Linked DNA regions of Triticum aestivum: region 1 is linked to region 2. The links are chromatin contacts, called in public Hi-C maps. All regions are on one chromosome and are shown on one strand. The core of a region is the stretch at or near the end of the contact, and the rest is flanking DNA. Distances in the headings are between cores, read along the strand shown. Region 1 holds the start of LOC123054103. Region 2 has its middle 120 kb from the start of LOC123054103.

Region 1 (2,700 bases), core at 18-2,517, 120 kb before region 2:
GCACCACGTCCAGGTGGTGCAGCGTCACGATCGGCGCCACCGGGTGCGCCGCGAGGAGGCCCAGGAGGTCCCCGTACACGTCGTACTGGTGGAACCCCGGGTGCTTGGTGAGCGGCACCCCCAGCTCCGCCATGCACGCCTGGATCCGGTCGTCGCTGCCGTAGAGCGCCGGGTAGCGGCTGATGCAGCCGTCCTGAATCCGCGCGAGCGCCTCCGCCAGCGGCCTGCTGATGGCAAAGCCGCCGCCGCCGTACGCCATCCCGTAGGAGAAGTAGATGTTCTGCAGGTGGCTCTCGGAGAGGGAGCCGATGTAGTAGGGCTGTCGGTGGTCGAACTTGTTGAGGACGGTGAGCAGGTTGTCCGGGAAGAAGACGGTGTCGTCGTCGCCCATGACGAACCAGCGCACGCCGGGGAGGCCGAGGCGGAAGGTCTCGGAGACGATGCGGGAGATGCGGATGGCGGAGCGGTGGCCGCGGCGGTGCGTGTAGGGGAAGGCGGAGGTGTCGGAGGAGATCTTGATGGCCGGGAGCCCCGTCCGCGCCGTCGACATGTTGGACTCCCGCACCTCGCGGTCCAGCCAGACGTAGCCGCGCATGGCGCCGCGCGGGCGCCACCACACCTTGATGTACTCCTTGCGCTTGTCCCAGAACCGCGACGAGGCCGCGATGCCGAACACCACGTGCTGCAGCGTCGTCGCCGTGGACGCCGCCGCCGCCGCGGGGGCGGCCTTACTGCCGGCCACCGCCGCGGCGGTGCGGTTGGTGGAGACGCGGGAGGAGACCGCGGTGGGGTCCGGCGGGCAGGAGGCGGCGGACGAGGAGGCGGCGGAGGCGAGGAGGAGGTGGAGCGTGTAGAAGAAATAGAGGGCGGTGAGGGGGAGGAGGAGCAGGAGGAGGAAGCGGAGGAAGGAGCCGGTGACGGACTCCTTGCCGCCGCCACCGCCACCGCCGCCCTTCATTCCTGGCGCCGTGGCTGCTCCTCGCCGCCGCCGCGCCCGACCTCGCAATGCCTCTTCCTCGGCGGGGACTGGGGTATGCTGACCGACTGGTATCGGGGAGTGGGTTTCTGGCGAGTGAGATTTGGGAAGGAGATTTACATGGGCGGGTCGCGTGGGCAGCAGCCACGGGAGTGTGCCAGGTCGCCCATCCCCTCCGCGTGTTGCTCTGCTTCTGGTTCTCTTCCTCGTCCCAATCTCACTCTCTTCGCTTGTTCTAGCGCAGCGGCTTGGACTGGGATTGAGTGGGGTTTTCGGGTGCGGTGGGGGGTGGGGTGGGTGGGGCGGCGCCTTTTCGAGGTTTCTCCCGTGCCGGTGCTGCACTGCCTGTATGTCCCGTCGCTAATCAAGTTCACATTTATTTTTCAACTACTAAAAAAGTTCACATTTATTTATTTATTTCCCACCAAAAAAGCCTATTTATTAATTTTATGGCAAGGTGCTGCCTGGGGATGGATGATTACTTGCTGTGATGACGTTGGTTTCTCTTTACAGAAACGTGGGAGGTTCTTCAATTGATTTGCACATTTCGGTCCGCCGGAATAGTTGATTAGATTCCGGGCTGGAGATATGCAGATCAGGGAGGCGCATTGATGCACCGACTATATTTGTGTTAGAGCGTCAAACGATCCGGACGGGCTACTTGGTCAATGACCGGACCCAAAAACGCTATCGGCTTCGCATTTTCTATACACGGCCCGTACTTAGGGTGGATATAAGGATGCTCAGGCGTGTCCGTTACGTCGGACTGACCGGTAGGGTCTGCGCCACTTCGCTCATATCCGCCTCCCCCGCCTTGCTCTAGCAACTCTCTTTTCATCTATGTTCGTGCTCCTCCGCATAACCATCACCGAACTTTTGTCGCTATCTGTGCTCCGCCACCATTCCCAACCCAAGGCTTCGCCACCGGACGCCCCAGCCCACACGCTACCGGCCAGGCCGCCATCGGACAAGGTCGTCGCCACCAGACGCCGCTCCGGTTAACACTCCTATTTGCACCTCACGCTTTACGTGTTCGCTGAAGTGTCTGAGCTGGCTTTTTATACTTTGGACCATTACTTCAAGGGTTCCATCAAGGGCAGGTGCACGTCTTCTTTACACAGACTACTTCACAGTGGTCCAAACATTTCATGAAACTTCCTTTCGCCGTTGCTACCGGATGAGCAGAAACTTGTTCGTGTGGGTAGTGGAAGGGCGTGGACAAGGCTGATGACAAGTTCAAACTGAGAAAGGATTGTTGCGGAAAACTATCCTTCTCTCCTCTACATAAATGCACGGCTACTCTCAGGATGCTTGCTTATGTTAAAATAGCAGATGCAATTGATGCAGAAATTCAGATTGGAGAGACCACGGTCCTGAACACCACGAAGCAATTTGCACGCACTGTGGTGAAAGTGTTCGGACCAGAGTAAACCCGGGCATACGCCGGGCCAGGCCGGGTTTCTGGCCGGGCTTGTAAAAGCCCGATCTTCTTTTCTCAAGCCCGAGCCCGGCCCGAAGCCCGAAATGCACCCTTTTCTCAAGCCCGAGCCCGGCTCGAAGCCCGAAATGCACTCTTTTCTCAAGCCCGAGCCCGGCCCGAAGTCAAGCCCGACCCGAATGTTGTTTTCTAGTGTTCGCACATGTAAGCCCGGCCCCAAGCCCGAAAGCCCGGCCCGAAATTCTGGAAAAGAGAAGCTCAAGCCCGACCTGAAGTACCTTCCGGG
Region 2 (2,700 bases), core at 73-2,572:
CGGAGGCGCGCGCCTCGCGCCGCGAGAGGCAGCATGCACGGGAGAGGGATGCGGCGGAGTAGTCCGCGCACAGCCGCGGGACGAAGCCAGACCCCGACGAGGACACGCGTCTCCTCGCATGGGTCTACCGCCGCTCCCTCACGTCGACGGAGACGGACGCTCGCCGCCTCCGACAGAAGAACGCCAAGGCGCTCCGGCTTGCTATTGAGCAGTCGGAGCGCCAGGCGAAGGAGGCAACTATGGAGAAGGCTCAGGTCGCCAGGTTGAAGTGGGAGCAGGACAGGGCGTTCCGTCAGATGAAGGGGCTCATCGTCCTCTCCGACTCTGACTACGACGACGGCGACAGCCGCACCTCCTCGTCGGATGACCAAGACCCTACACCAGCCGCGGATGCCTGCAGCTGCACCGACGACCGGAAGGGCAAAGGCCCGGCGAGGAAGTGGTGATTCCTCCCCCCCCCCCCCCCCCATCCTCCTCAATGTTTATATCGTTTTTAGTTGTCCAAGTTTAAGAACTTGTCCGGGGACGAACTATAATCTTTTGGATGTGGTGAAGTATGTTAATGTCCGTTTGCAGCCGATCTTGTGTTCCTTTGCAGCTGATTTTTATTGTCCGTCGTTTGATAACATAAGATAGATCAACGTTTGCACATGTAGTATGGATATAAGGCGCCGAATATGAGATACGCGGATGCAAAGTGGCAAATATGAGGCTCGCTGCCGAATTTGGCCATTAGATGCTCTTAGCTTTTTTTTTAGAACTTGCTCTTAGCTTGCTTTGAAAGAAACGAGCATCTGATCACAGAATATACAATTAAGAAAATTGAACCATTCTAAGTTCTATGTTTTTTTTTGCGGGAATATTCTAAGTACAGATACATGCTTGGCTTCATTATTGCAGCCGAACTGCTTGGTACGCCGGGATGCTTGGCTGGCATTGGTTTTCCAGTGGTTGGGTGCCTATCATCCCATCGACCGTCTCCTTGTTTGGGCTAGGAACTGACATGCATGGTTTGATGGCTATCCTGTGGATATGCCGGGATAAGGATGACGGCGAAAGCTAATTTGTCTAGGACCATACGCTCGCTTGCAAGTTGCAATACTGGATATTCGCAAAAAAAAACTAAAAAAAAATGCAATACTAGATGACTAGAGAAATCTAAATTTGCCAGTGTTGTTGTTTGCCTGTTTTGAATGCATGAAACAACGTTCGGGTGCCCCGCACCAAAAAATATATGGCCTGATGGGCCAACATCTCATATATGTCCAATAAAAAGCATAAAAGAAATACCCCCTTATCGCAAAATTTGGCTTTAGTCCAAAATTGACAGAGGGAGTATGAAAAAAGACCACCAAGTGACCAAAAGCTCAGGGGATTTGCGGCGAATCAAGATGGCGCGCGATAGCAGTCAACGTGTCCACCACGAGTCTAAGCTGGTCATGATCCCGTTATCCAAAAAGCGCGGGTGCCAGTGCCGCTAGAAAGTAAGAAATCTGAAGAGAATAGGCCCAACTAAGTTGAAGAAAACGGACGAGAAAGAAATATAAGAGTGCTCAAGCCTATCTCACCCCATACCGACGGATCCTTCGATCTAGCCTCTGACACTAGCTTAGTGGGGCTATCAATTGTTGTAGCTTGTAAGGAGCGTTTTCTAGGAAGCTACTTTAGGTGGCTACAAGATATGCTTCCCATGGCCAGCCCAACTAAAACAAATCTTATTTGGCGCTTAGCGCGTCATATATAAAGCTCCAATTGGTCCTTTGCTTCTAGAATCTTTTGGCCTTTTTACTTTCTTGTCTTTCTTGTTTTTTATTTCCCTTTTCTCCTTTTTAAATTTACAATTTTAAAAAATATTAACAGTTCTTAAATTCACGAAATTTTCAATATCCTATTTTTTTGTAATTCTTGAATAATTTACAAATTCACGGAAATTTTACAAATCGATGAATACTTTTGGAAATGCCTGAAATTTTTACAATTTCTTTCTTTTTATAATTGACAAATAGTTTTCAAATTCTGAACTTTTTACAAAATGATCAACATTTTTTCAAATTCATGCACATATTTTCAAAGTTGTGAACATTTTTAATTGTTTTTTCAAGTTTATTAAAATTTTATTTTATTTTAAATAATTTGAAATTATGTTACTAAACAAACGAACAGAAATAAATGGTCTATTTTTTTTTGGCTAAAACACCTTTTTTTAGAAACACTATAACACCTACGTGTGAACAGCCAAAATGGTAATGGCCTGCACCGCCCAGCCGTTGCGCGGGCGCTAGTTCAATAGCTGGTGCGTTAAGCGGCAAACCCTATACGGCGCTCTTTGCGCCCGTTTATTTGATTCTCACAAACGAGCGCACACCCCTGCGCGGTGCTGGGGGAGTATGAAAAAAGACCACCAAGTGACCAAAAGCTCAGGGGATCTGCGGCGAATCAAGATGGCATGCGATAGCAGTCAAGGTGTCCACCACGAGTCTAAGCTGGTCATGATCCCGTTGTTCAGAAAGCGCGGGCGCCAGTGCCGCTAGAAAGTAAGGAATCTGAAGAGAATAGGCCCAACTAAGTTGAAGAAAACGGACGAGAAAGAAATATAAGAGTCCTCAAGCCTATCTCACCCCATACCGACGGATCCTTCGATCTAGCCTCTGACATTAGGTTAGTGGGGTGATCCATTGTTGTAGCTTATAAGGAGCGTTT

The links. A called contact is a pair of places that touch in the nucleus more often than the background predicts.
Region 1: a Hi-C map of leaf shows a contact between it and region 2, with 4 times the contacts expected there. The contact joins the promoter of LOC123054103 here to the enhancer-like site in region 2. A contact is called at or near these places in 4 of 5 Hi-C or Micro-C datasets (leaf and an unstated tissue) and 1 of 1 datasets of contacts at active chromatin or transcription factors (leaf).

The regions. Positions count from the first base shown.
Region 1 is chr2D:505,556,353-505,559,052 of IWGSC CS RefSeq v2.1, reverse strand. LOC123054103 reads right to left here and starts at 1,267. Exons shown (of 2, transcript XM_044477791.1): 1 at 1-1,267. The coding sequence starts at 958.
Region 2 is chr2D:505,432,348-505,435,047 of IWGSC CS RefSeq v2.1, reverse strand. No RefSeq gene overlaps it. Among protein-coding and RNA genes, the nearest start is that of LOC123054103, 120 kb to the left of the region's middle. Within about 2 kb of position 1,322, at least 1 of the 8 cell types and tissues checked has an H3K27ac peak or open chromatin away from gene starts, as enhancers often do.